Regions from separate parts of the Mus musculus genome. Here all the other regions are linked to region 3. A link is a contact called in public Hi-C and promoter capture Hi-C data. All regions are on one chromosome and are shown on one strand. Each heading gives the region's core, a stretch centred on a gene start, on an enhancer-like site or on the middle of the called end of the contact. The rest is flanking DNA. Distances are from core to core; before and after follow the strand shown.

Region 1 (3,102 bases), core at 234-2,733, 580 kb after region 3:
TCTCTCTCTCTCCTTCTGTGTGTCTGTCTCTGTCTGTCTGTCTCTGTATGGTGTGTGTGTGTGTGGTGGGTGTTGTTTTTGAAACAAGATATCACATTGTAGCCCAGGCTAGTCCAGAACTTACTGTGTAGCCCAGGCTGACCTCAAGCTTTTGTCAAATCCTCCTGCCTCAGAATCTGAGCACTGGGATTATATACTGCAGTATCTCTGTCAGGACCACGCTTTTCCCTTCTGGATTTGGATGGTGCTTTTTGGCTTTGGTAGTTTCACAGGGTGAGAGATGGGGAAACCAGGCAAGCATGGGCAGCTGCTGCTTGTCGAACGGTGCTCAGTCTTGATTGTGTGTTAGTCCTGAGGAGGACAAGCCTACACACAGGCCAACTGATAGACTCTGGATGCCCATCACTATAAAGCCCCTCTGAGGTTCTAACGCAGTCATCAGGGGCCATTGTTGTAAACTGAGGCCCATGTTCAGCTTGGCAGCATGAAGGCATAGCCTTTTCATGCCCAGTGATGAATTCAGATATGATAGGTGATGGCGTCTAGAAGTGTGGACAGCATTGGTGAGATGTTTAGCATCAAAACATGGTATCAAAAAGTCCAAAAGCTCAGTACCCCTCAACCGTCATCACCCTGCTTTTGGCTCTTCCTTCCCTCCCCAGTACAGCTTTTATACTGATAGTGCTCCCTCCACCAGACTCCATCCTTGGACATGGCACTGACAGCCCCACCAGGACACATCTCCTGTTCACCATGGCTGACTTGGGCCTCCATCACAACAAAGCAGGGTCTGTGTGGGAACAAGAACATAGGAAGTGCAATGGAGCCAGCGCATGCCTGCTCTGCTGGTTAGGTGTCTGTGATGCCAGCTGGTGGGTGGGGGTCGAATCAGGACAACTGTAGTTAAGAACCAGCCTTGGGGTGGTGAGACCTTGTGTCCAAAATACTGAAGGAGAAAACACAACAGACAACACCATCAATGGAATAAGCTGTGGAGTGGGGAACCATAGGGAGAGCATTCCGAATGGAAGGAAGGTCACAATGACAACCAGTAGGCAGGATTTGTCATGCAAATGCTCAGGACTAGGTGACAGGTATATTGTAAAGGGAGCTTTTCTGAGGAGAAAGCCCACCAGGACAAAGAGAAGGTGGCAGAGGTGTCTGCAGAGGACCAGCCTTGTCCCTGACATAGAAGCAAGGCCCGAAGAATTGTAGGTGCACAGAACAGCAGAGCCCAAGCACTCGGGTACATAAAAGAAAAAGAGAGGCAGAAGGTGACAGTTGCCAGGCTTCTGGGTGGATGTCAGGAGTCCTTTGGCAGCAACTGGCATAACGGGTCAGCAGAACACTAAAGGAGGAGGCAAGACAGATGTCTGGGGTGGGGTGAGGAGCTGCCTTGTGACTATGTCGGAGCCTCACCCCCAGTGGAAGCAAGGGGCTCAAGACTGTTTCTCAGGAGTGTAGTGCAGCTTGCATTTTGCCAGAGCGAGCATCCATCTGTGTTCCCGTGGAACAGTTTCGGCTCTTGCACCTCTCGCCGCCTCCTCCTCCCTCTGCTCCCCATTAAATGCCAGGGGTACTTTCCAGCCGTAGGGAGGACTGGAAAGGGCCACATTTAGAGCCAAGCAGCCCTGGATGCGTTTGTGGATCTTCCAGCCCAAGCCTCAGATCCTAGTGAGACACCCTGTCTCACAAAACAAAGAAGGCAGCTACTAAGAAATAACTTTTGAGATTGACATCTGACCTTTGCATGAATATGCATGCACACAAACCCTGACATAAAAATAAGTACACACACACACACACACACACACACACACACACACACACACACACACGGATATTTATCAATCGGCAAATTCATTTTGGATTTTGAAATTTTCCATCTTGTCATCTTGCAGACGGCAACTGTGTTAGAACCTCTCTTCCTATAAATCAGACCACGGACATGTACAACTATGAAAGCACAGCATGCACAGTAATGAGCTAGACTCTCAGATGGTAACACTTTGCAAACATGAATATGACAATGAAGTGTAACAGTAGGCCTTGCCTAAGGACAGTACAGCTGGCTGATCACTGCCCGTACAGGACAGCACTGGTCACTTTAGAATAACCAGAGGTGGAACACCTGTCTAATTGCCTTCTGTTTTCCAGGGTGTCCATACTTGCTGGTCTTCTTTTATATTTGCCACCAGTGATCACCCTCCCCTTGGGGACCCTTTTGCCTTGGGTCTTCAGATCCTCTGCCACATACTGTGATTTCTTGGCAGCTCTTCAACTCCTCTTTCCCTGAATCCAACCTTGGGTGTTGTTCCTTCAGAGTTGTCTTTGAAACCGGGTGTCTCAGGGGGAATGTTAGCTTTCTGACTTGACTGGGCTGTCTGGCCAGGGAACTCCAGGGATTTGCCTGCCTTTATCTTCCCAATGTTGGGTTTGGACGTATGGCTACCACACACAGCTTTTTACGTGCGTGCTTGGAAATCCAACACAGGGCCCCATGTTTGTGGGCAGCAAGTGCTTTACCAACTGAACGATTCCCCCAGATCATCAAACGATGATTTTGAACAAGTACCTGCAGTTGACAGGCTGACACCAGACTCTCGCTCATAGGTTAGGCACCTTTAAATGTGCTCAAGCTCTGCCCTGCACCCCTTTGTGCATGCTCCTTGCATTTGTTCTTTGATAGGCTGGAAGCTGGTGATGGTTCATCTTTTAGGAGATGCTCTCTGGAAAGTGAGCTCAAGAGCATGATTTGTATGTGGGGTTTTTCATTGTCTTTAGTCTCATTTTTCTGCTGGGCATTAATTTGGCATATGGTCTTTGGAATGATCAAAGCAGCCCATTTCCACTGAGCTCTGTTGGTTGTGCTGAATCAAATGAGATGAAACGTGAATGTCTACTGAGATTTCTATCAAAAGATTTCCCTCAATTGTTGGTTTTGGAATACTGTGTCCTTCCTTTAATATGAGCTACCATAGCCCCCTACTCCAAAATTATAGAACAAACTACAGGAAACAATATCTCTAAACATTAACCACTACCTTTACAGGTTCTTAATTCCTCTTCCTGAGTCTGCACCATCTACAGGGGTCTTTTTTC
Region 2 (3,095 bases), core at 46-2,545, 680 kb after region 3:
AGAAGAAGCATAAATCTGACTTAGCCCCCTCTCCTCTCTCACCTGAGGGCCTTCCTCTGCCCACCGCAGCCTGCCCAGACTTCTTTAGGTAACCACTGATAGGCCCAGGGCAAGGATCTAGACTGTACCCCAGAGCCGTCCAGCCCTAGCTCTCAGCTGGCCTTCTTTCACACTCATCCATTTGTTTGTGTGTAGAGCTGCCCTGCCCATGTCTCTCAATCAGGGACCCTCCCTGGTGTTAGAGCTCTGCTTTCTTCTCTGTGAGGCACACCCAGAAGACAATGAGGAATGAGTACTCACTTCATTCCTGGTTTACATATGGCTGCCCCAGGCACTCTGGTCCTCCAGGGAAGACTCCTTCTATCCTGATACTTACCTTCAGGGTCCATTCCTTCAAGCCTTGGCAATGCTCCTTGACTCTGTGACACCCAGGGGATCGTCCTGGTGGCTGAAGCTGAGGTTGTGAGTGACAAAGAACTGATCCCAGAAGGTAAAGAAGGAGACTTTTGCCCAGAGTCAAATCTCTCACCCTTCATTGTTGAAACTTTGTTGCCTCCAACTTGGAGTTCAATACAAATGAGATTCCAAGTTGCCCTGCCAGGGACCTGCTCATTTTTTAATTCTGCAGTGGTTTGCCCCCAGATATATACAAGTGTTAATATGTGTTAATAAAATGTGTGGGTGGAGAATCCCATCAGAAACACCTGCCACTTACACTGGGCCTTCTGTCCCTAAGGAGAAGGAGGAAGCATACCTTACCAGACGGGTCCTCTTCAGTTTTGTGATTTTTGCTGTGTAGCAACTGCCATTTGCCTAGAAGGTACAGGGCCCTGGAGAAGTGGTGGTTAGGGATGGGGGTGGGGGTGGGAGTGGGGGGGGGAGGTGTCTTTAATCTTGAAGAGGGCCATTTAGCCGAATGGCAGATCTTACAGCCACAGAGGGCACTGTATGGAACAGCTTGCCAGTGCTTGCGGTGAGGTTATTATTGCCTCCCTCCAACACAACATCCTACTTTCTCTTTTCTTTTTTTTTCCAAAATAAAATGACTTCTTGATAAAGTCTCTTTGTTCAGTGCCTGCAAAATCCATCACTACCAGCCTTCTGCGTAAGTAAGCTGCACACAAGACAATGGGTGGGTGGGGAGTGGGCAGAGAGCCGAGTGGGCTGGGATGGAGTCTGCAGAGCAAGCAAGAGAGCCCTCGGGGTCAGCTGCAAAGCTCAGGCTTCAGGTTCAGCCCTTGAAGGCCTGCCCAGGTCTGGACAGTAGGAGCCCTTTAGAATCAGACAAGCCCGAGTTTTGTTCCGGGAGGACGAACTCGCGGCTAAGCCGCGTGCGAGCTGTTCACCGAGGTGTCTCGGCCAGGTGGTAATTTCTCCTGTTGTCCTGTAACTTGGCTTGAAGCGGAAGATGACCCATGTCACCTGGCGCCCTGATAACAGAAAGCAAATTCCAGCAAAAAGTGTCCATGCCTCGGTTGGCCATTACCATGCCCAGCAGGCTGCTCCCTGCCATCTGGCTACCTCAGAGAGCGCACAGCCGCTCTGCTCCTCGCCCACCTGGCTTCAGCTGCCTCCCAACCCCAGTGACAGGGCAGCATGGCCAACACTGGGCACAAACTGGGCTCTGATTTACCTGTTTTCTGCTCCAGGGATTCTGGGTCCAGGTCTCCTAATGTGTCTGTGCCCCAGTTTTCCACTGAATTGATGTGTCCCTCTCTTGGGAGGGGCAATCTTTTTTCAACTTTAATTTACAAATACTGAGAATGTCAAAGCTCAAATGCATTTGCAGAATTCAAGTTCAATTCATTGTCAGAGGACTTGAGCAGAAATTTCCAAAGGTATTAAGTGTAGAAAATATGTCCTGGATACAGGGACCTTCAAGGGCAAGTTACTACCACACTGTCATCTAGACCATCCCTTATTTTGACATCATGTTACAAAGATGGGAACTGGGAAGAGACCATTCACAGCCACTGGGCAGGAAGTGATTGGATACACTGTTGCACATGCTCTTTAGAGAGGACTTGAAATACAGCCAGGAAAGTTGCTTGTGCTGTTCCCGCTGCTGTGAGCACCTCACGTGGCCTCATTACACAAGAGGATTGCAAAAACATATGCAATAAAATAAAATTCATAGATATGCAAAAAGTCAGAGGCTGAACAGGAAAATAAGAAGAAAGCTCTGATATCAGATACATGGACGACAGGCTGAGAACTCAGAGGAGCCACGGAAGACAGATGTGGGAGCTGGTTAGGGGTGGACGTTTTCTGAAAAGTCCTTCTCACCAGCCGTGGTGGTGTTGATCAAGAACTGCATATGCAATGAATACTCGGCTCACGTGGAGTTAAAGTGTGTTTCTACCTTCAAGAATCTCAGGATTCCCTCCTGTCCCTCCCCACACCTGATCCTGAACCACCCCACCATGGGGAGATTCCCAAAAGCTGTTGCCTGTATGTGGGAGATGTTTTAGCTGGGCTGCCTTGTCTGGCCTCAGTGGAAGAGATTGCACCTAGCCCTGAGGAGACTTGATGTGCCAGGATGTGGGGTGGGATGCCCAGGGGCTGGGGGAGAGGAAAGGATTGTGGAAGGGTGACAGGGCGGGGGGAGGGGGGGCAGTGATTGAAATGTAAAGTAAATAAGTAAAAATGAAAATAAAGAACCTTGGGAATTGGAAGCTAATAAAAAGATTATCCTTCCTCTCTCTCTCTCTCTCCCTCTCCCTCTCCCTCTCCCTCTCCCTCTCCCTCCCTCCCTCCCTCCCTCTCTCTCTGTGTATCCTCTGTTTATCCTCTGTGTGTGTGTGTGTGTGAGAGAGAGAGAGAGAGAGAGAGAGAGAATACACCTGGTAGCCTATGGTCACTTTTCACTTCTCCGTGTCCATGTGGGGCTGCCTGATCTCTCAGCCATCTGGGCCTACACAGCAAGACATTTCCCCTGTCCCAGATAGATCCTTCCCTTCCAACCTCAGATCCTAAGATGTGCATACTCGATGGTTGAGAGGTAAACCTTGCTGTAAAGTTGAGCAACAAATTGCTTAGGTTTCACATAGGTTTGTTCATGTGCTGGATTGATTTGAAAACATTCTCCCCAAGAC
Region 3 (2,954 bases), core at 35-2,534:
ACACATCCTTGTTCTGTCAACTGCCCTTCATTTTCTAGAAATCATATCTGAGTCTTGATGAGGATGCATGGATATGTAAAATCATGTTAACACAAAGTTCTGTAAATTAGAGAGAGGGGCTGTGCTTCTATGCTTCTGCTTGTTCAGAGACTTCAATGCTTTAAAACGAATTCATATAAAAAGATGATGATGATGGTAATCAGCCGTCACAATGTTCAGTCTAGAAAACTTGAGGCTAGTTGAGGGCATGATCCATTACTCTAGGTAGCCCTTGTTGGCAAGGTTATAGCGTTGACAAATTAAGGCTACAGAGAGTACTCCCTCTTTTCTAACTTTAGTCTTTGTCTTTAGAGGGAAAGCCATCCTTTCCTTCCTGATATTGTCCTTTGCTAATGGCAGCAGCGTTGCAGCCCAGGGCTCCTTAAGTTCTCCTGTGAGCACTGCTGGCACTTGGGTTCTTTCTCTCCCTGAAAGAAGACATCTATTCAGAATCCTTAGTGGTTGAATTGGTCAGCAATGTTTCAGCCGAGAAAGGATGATAATCCTATTAAGGAACAATGAAATCCATCTACAACAAAAAGAAAGCCCATGTCAGAACTATAGAGGAACCCAAATTTTGATCCTGCACCCAGGCTGACTTTCACAAAAAAATTATCTGTAAAAGTAGAGGGAGTCACGGTGCTGGAGACGACTCCTAGCACTAAAAACATCTTAGATGTTGCTTTATGTGCTTGCTTTCCATTAGAGTCAGGAATGGTCCGACTCTGTTGCTGTGATTTTGTCAACATTTATCCTATCTGTCTTTCATATACAAAGGCTTAGGGATGCCAGAAAACAAACTGTTAACGGAGAATTAACTTCTTTGGCATGCTTTCATACTTATCTTCCAAATTAAAGAAAATGAAATGGGCAGAAACAGAGTGTAGATTACCTCCTTTTTGTCAAAAATGGTGGGAATTTGAAAATTAATAATAAAAAAGGGAACAGATGCAGTAACATGCCAGAGGGAGATTAATGTGGAGAGTGAAATCTGTGAGCAACAAAACTGAAGCAAACTGAATCAGTGGGAGGTGGTTGTACAATCAAAATCAGGATAAAAGAGAAATTACAAACAACCCTGCACTTGTCAAAGTAGTAGTAATGAAACCCTGACTCTGCCAGCAGCGAGAACCTGTGTTAGCACTTTGGGGTAAGGATGGTAGCCGGGTGCCAGGTAGGAGGGCAGTGTTAGGTTGCTGGGCAGCAGCCATCTTGTGTGGAACAGATGGCACTGAAAGCTGGCAGGGGAGGGGCTCCTTAGCAGAACTAATCAGACAGTAACAGATAGGGCAGCTGGGAAGACTGACCACAGAGAGGGAGCCTGCGGGGTAGCTCAGTGCCACGGTGTGTGCAGCGGTGTGCCCATTGGTCTGCGGGAAGACCTTGCAATGCCTTTCCCATCGATGGACGCACTGAAACTTTTGTTCAAAAGGGAGAATTGAGTTGGAGTGTCTCAAACTTGGGGGTGGGGTTGGGTGTTGGAGAGAGACTGGGAATGGAGGTACTGCCCATCTCTGAATTCGTTGCATGAGTTTTCAATGTCAGCTTCTGTGGAACTTTGATTTTTGCAGCATGTGTGGCTCTGCCGTTCTCTTCTCCACTGTAGCACGCCAAGTGATCGCTCTATATTTTATCCACAGTTTGCAGCATCAGGACTATACATAAAATTAGAAAAGACTTCCTGGTATGATTTCTCACAAATGAAAACTAAAAGCAACCAGGTGATATGTATGTTTCTCCTTAATAATTCTTAATAACCTAATTCAAGCTATGGTTGACTTACAGCCACTTGCTCGTCCTTTTTGCTCCATGTAATTGTGGACTAAACAACAAAATCTAAGCATAATTTAGAGCCCAAACCTTAAAACAAAAATCAAATTACTGTGCAAAAATGAGAAGCCAACCTGTTAAATTTAATTGTGCATTGAAGAGCCATAATTCCAGATAGGTCAGCACATTTATTCAAATGCTATGCCTTTGACAACAAGATTCAGGTCTCCTACGTCTGTTTTCAAACTTGTATCTTCCTTTCTCCTTTTTATTTTTCCAGAAGGTTTATAGCTTGGCTCAAATTATTCATTTTGGAGGGGGGAGGGGGAAACATTACCAGGATTTGAAATAGGTGGTATAACATAGCCATATGCTATTTATGCAGCAGTTTCTGCAATAAATCTAATTTGGTGCTGTCAAAAAATCAGACTTATTTGATATAGCGGCACATTAGTAAATGATTGTGGCAGATTTAAAGTTGTCATTTAGTCTCTTCTAACTCTTAAACAGAATCTTGCAAACCCGTCTTCTCTCTCATCAAGTCTATGAAAACCTCCCAGGTCTTTGTCCTACAGTACTGCAATATTTTCATGTCTCAAAGCAGGTTTTGCCTAAAGGTAACTGAGAAAAAAGGGTGAAAAATGAATATCCTCTGTTGTCAAAATAACATTGGCAGTCAGAGATCAATAAAGCGGGGAAAATGATAGTGTCTCCAGCCTGTGTAGTTCTTAGAAAAGCAGAGCAGCTAGGCAGGCACATTCAGAATGAAGAGAAGCTAACATCAGTTCTTTATTAAGGAGCTGAATGTTTTACCTTGCATCCTACACCCATATGCTGTTTTAGGAAAACTGGCATTAAAGATGTGAACGACATCAGCTCCGTCTTCACCTAGTAATGCCCTTAGAAACGGCTTCCCTCTTCTCTACTGCAACCTGGCAACATAAGTGTGCTGCCTTTTTTTTTCCCTGTAGAATTTATGTCTAAGGTGTTGTTATCAAATGAAACTTTCTCCTTCCTACTCCTTCTATTTCAAAGATATAATAAACATTGCATATTAGGCAGGCAAATATTCTCTGAGTTCCTGAGTGAGTCCTTCTGCAAGAGGAGCCCTGACACTGCTCCCTCGTCTTTGCCGTATGCTTTTA
Region 4 (2,739 bases), core at 55-2,554, 640 kb after region 3:
CTACCGATAAAAAAGTCAATGAGAGGAACACACTCAGGAGACACCACAAAATGTTTACATCTTCAGAACAAGAGTAAAATATATGTTAATTAAAATAGTGGTATTGTGTATGTGCAAATCAGAGATTTGTTGCTTTTTTTCCTTCATTTTATGGGTATGGTGATTTGTTTGCATGCATATCTGTGTACCATGTGCTCACAGAGGCCAAAAGAATGCATCAGATGCTCTGGGACTGGAGTTACAGATGGTTGTGAGCCACCTTGTACACACTGGGAATTGACCCCAGGTCCTCTGCAAGAGCAGCTAGTGCTCTTAATTCTGCCTCAAGCAGACTTGGAGGTTTTTGTTGCTGTTGTTGTTTGTTGGATTTTTTTGTTTTATTTTGGTTTGGTTTTAGTGGATCTGGGTGATAAGTAGCATGGATGGTACTAGGAGTGTTTCTTTCTTTTGTTGGTGGGGTGCTATGATTTGGGTGTCTTTGGGTTTTGTTGTTTTTATGAGATGGAATCTAGTGTGCTATGTTGCCCGGGGTGGCCTTGAACTCCCTAACATTCGTCTGCTCCCCAATTCCTGGTATCACAGGACTGCACCATCAAGCTGGAGAGAGCATTTCAAAATTCTAAGAAACCCGGAAACTCTTGCCCTAGAGGCCACAGTCTTGGCAAAAGCTAGTAGAGTGCTCCATCTTCCATGTATGTGCTTAGCTCAGACTAAATTAAGACTTAATGTGCACCGTTTTTTCTTGTCATAGTGTAGTTCCATACTCAGGTGAACAATAACACAGTAGAAGAGAGCAGAGCACAGAGGACCTCCGCCATGGTCCTTGTGTCCTCGGGGTCTGGTTCCATTAAAACCACAAAAGAAACAGGAGGCTTTCTCCATCTGAGGATGGCTGAGCTCCCCGGTTCTGTTTTTCCAGTAAGCACGCAGCCCCATCCTAAGGGAGGGAGGGATCGAGGGAGGGAGGGAGGGAGGGAGGGAAGGAGGGAGGGACAGGAATACAAATCCATCCTCCTTCAGAGCTCTGTGGAATCGAAAGAAGCTCAAGGGACGATGCTCGCCCACGCGTGGACTTGTCTTCAGCGTGTGGTGTCTCCTGCCTAAACGCACACTGACCTCTGCCTCTTCAAAGGCAAAACTTGATCCATTAATGTTCTCCTGTGTTGGTTTCATAAAACATTTGGATGGGCCCTTCTTCACAAATGAATAAAAATGAGTAAAGTCCTCAGAATAAAAGGAACGCCAGGACTGGCTTCCAGAAGCACGAGGCAACCCAGAGCGCCCATCTGCAGCCAAACCCTGCAACAGACCCAGACACAGCTTAGAGGCTGGCAACAAGTCTGCCTGCGGGTTCTGCCAAGGAGCCAGATGCTGTTGCTTCCAAAGCTTGGCATCGGGGCCCCTGATTGCCATCCAACAAAGAGGAAAAATAGGAGTGATATAATGTGGTGGGCTAAAACACATCCCACCTCAACCTTTTTTATTACTCACTGAAAAAAAATATGGAAGATATTTATGGGAAAGTACCAATGTTTTTGGAAATATTGAACATACATTAGCTACAACACCATTTTTGCCAAATGGGAAATATATTTAAATTATGCAGGCTGCGTCTGTCTAAAAATAAATTGTCATCTTTTCTGATCAATGTATATGTCCAGGATATGGAAATGACTCTGCTAATTGAGGATGCTGTCAACCAGTGCACTTGTAAGTTACCAAGAAGTTGTGAAGATGTCTGTCTGTGGATGAGCATAAAATAGCAATTAATGTTGTTGTAATATAGAGCAAGTTTGAGAAGGACCCATCCAACGAAGGTGGAGTGTTGAGTTTCATGGTTATATAAAGAATTAGGAGCTATGTTGGGTTGGATGAGATAAGATGTTTACGAAAAAGTATAATGTGGAATGTGGTGGAGGATGGTGTTTGCCAAGGCTCCGGGGTAGTATTAATAACCCACTCTATATGACAAAGTGCTGCTAGGCACCGAAAGTTCACTGTCGCTCACCGTCTGGGGCTGAGATGAGCAAGGGCATGTCACTTTGGACATCACTGGGGATGGTTCTATTGTCTCCAGAGTGGCTCAGAAGTCTACACCCAAAAATTGGAAAAAAAAAAAAATAAGATGCAGGATAGTGCTGTCCTTGCCCAGTGAGATGCTGGGAGTCACGTAGACCACTCTGCTCTCCCGTTCCCCTGGATTCACGTTCACCTCAACTCCTGCCCTCAAAGTCACCACAGGGCACAGCAGTGCCACGGGAGCTGGTTCCAGGACGCTTGAGCTCAACTACATACTGCCTCGGCACACCAGCACAGGCAAATCTGTCATCTCAGCTCACTGACAGGCATTTGAAACTAGAGGACAATCTGTGAGCGAAACAAGGAGACAGAGAGGACACCAGGTTAAGCCAGGGTTGGGTGGGAACCAGTAAAGCTTTGCTCAAGGTGGGACCCCAGAAGAGAAAAGGCCCTGCACTGCTCCATCAAGCTAGGACACTGAATTTCTATCTAAACAAAACATGAATCTAGGGGAAAAAAACACTTTTTTTTTAATTTTAAAAATTTAAACATATGTATGTAACATGCAATTGCAGCCTTTTGGAAGTTACCAGCTAAATGTGAGTCATTGCAACTCAAATGTTAATTTTTACTGGCTGTGCTGTCACACGCCTGAAATCCTAGCAGTTTCAAGACTGAGGTAGGGTGAGGTGGTTGAGGCCAGCCTAGGGTACATAGCAA

The links. Promoter capture Hi-C pulls out the DNA fragments that hold promoters and counts their contacts. Hi-C and Micro-C count contacts between places; a contact is called where the count stands out from the background.
Region 1: a promoter capture Hi-C map of hippocampal neurons shows a contact between it and region 3, with 5 times the contacts expected there. The contact joins two enhancer-like sites. A contact is called at or near these places in 2 of 39 promoter capture datasets (cranial neural crest and hippocampal neurons) and 1 of 484 Hi-C or Micro-C datasets (ventral hippocampal neurons).
Region 2: a contact with region 3 is called in a Hi-C map of cerebellum, with 2.7 times the contacts expected there. The contact joins two enhancer-like sites. A contact is called at or near these places in 2 of 39 promoter capture datasets (cranial neural crest and pre-B cells) and 3 of 484 Hi-C or Micro-C datasets (brain and cerebellum).
Region 4: a contact with region 3 is called in a promoter capture Hi-C map of hippocampal neurons, with 9 times the contacts expected there. The contact joins two enhancer-like sites. A contact is called at or near these places in 1 of 39 promoter capture datasets (hippocampal neurons) and 5 of 484 Hi-C or Micro-C datasets (cerebellar granule neurons, cerebral cortex, cortical neurons and 1 more).

What each region holds. Positions count from the first base shown.
Region 1 is chr1:177,508,543-177,511,644 of GRCm38.p6, forward strand. No RefSeq gene overlaps it. Among named protein-coding and RNA genes, the nearest start is that of Gm30013, 46 kb to the right of the region's middle. Within about 2 kb of position 1,484, at least 11 of the 459 cell types and tissues checked have an H3K27ac peak or open chromatin away from gene starts, as enhancers often do. A contact at or near this core is called in hippocampal neurons, where this site is marked.
Region 2 is chr1:177,607,441-177,610,535 of GRCm38.p6, forward strand. No RefSeq gene overlaps it. Among named protein-coding and RNA genes, the nearest start is that of Gm51282, 29 kb to the left of the region's middle. Within about 2 kb of position 1,296, at least 11 of the 459 cell types and tissues checked have an H3K27ac peak or open chromatin away from gene starts, as enhancers often do. A contact at or near this core is called in cerebellum, where this site is marked.
Region 3 is chr1:176,928,642-176,931,595 of GRCm38.p6, forward strand. All of the region lies in intron 13 of Sdccag8 (serologically defined colon cancer antigen 8), which reads left to right. The region is part of intron 3 of Gm15423 (a long non-coding RNA gene); the gene reads right to left. Among named protein-coding and RNA genes, the nearest start is that of Gm15423, 11 kb to the right of the region's middle. Within about 2 kb of position 1,285, at least 17 of the 459 cell types and tissues checked have an H3K27ac peak or open chromatin away from gene starts, as enhancers often do. A contact at or near this core is called in cerebellar granule neurons, cerebellum, cortical neurons and 1 more, where this site is marked.
Region 4 is chr1:177,572,212-177,574,950 of GRCm38.p6, forward strand. The region is part of intron 2 of Gm30013 (a long non-coding RNA gene); the gene reads left to right. Among named protein-coding and RNA genes, the nearest start is that of Gm51282, 5.9 kb to the right of the region's middle. Within about 2 kb of position 1,305, at least 26 of the 459 cell types and tissues checked have an H3K27ac peak or open chromatin away from gene starts, as enhancers often do. A contact at or near this core is called in cerebellar granule neurons, cortical neurons and hippocampal neurons, where this site is marked.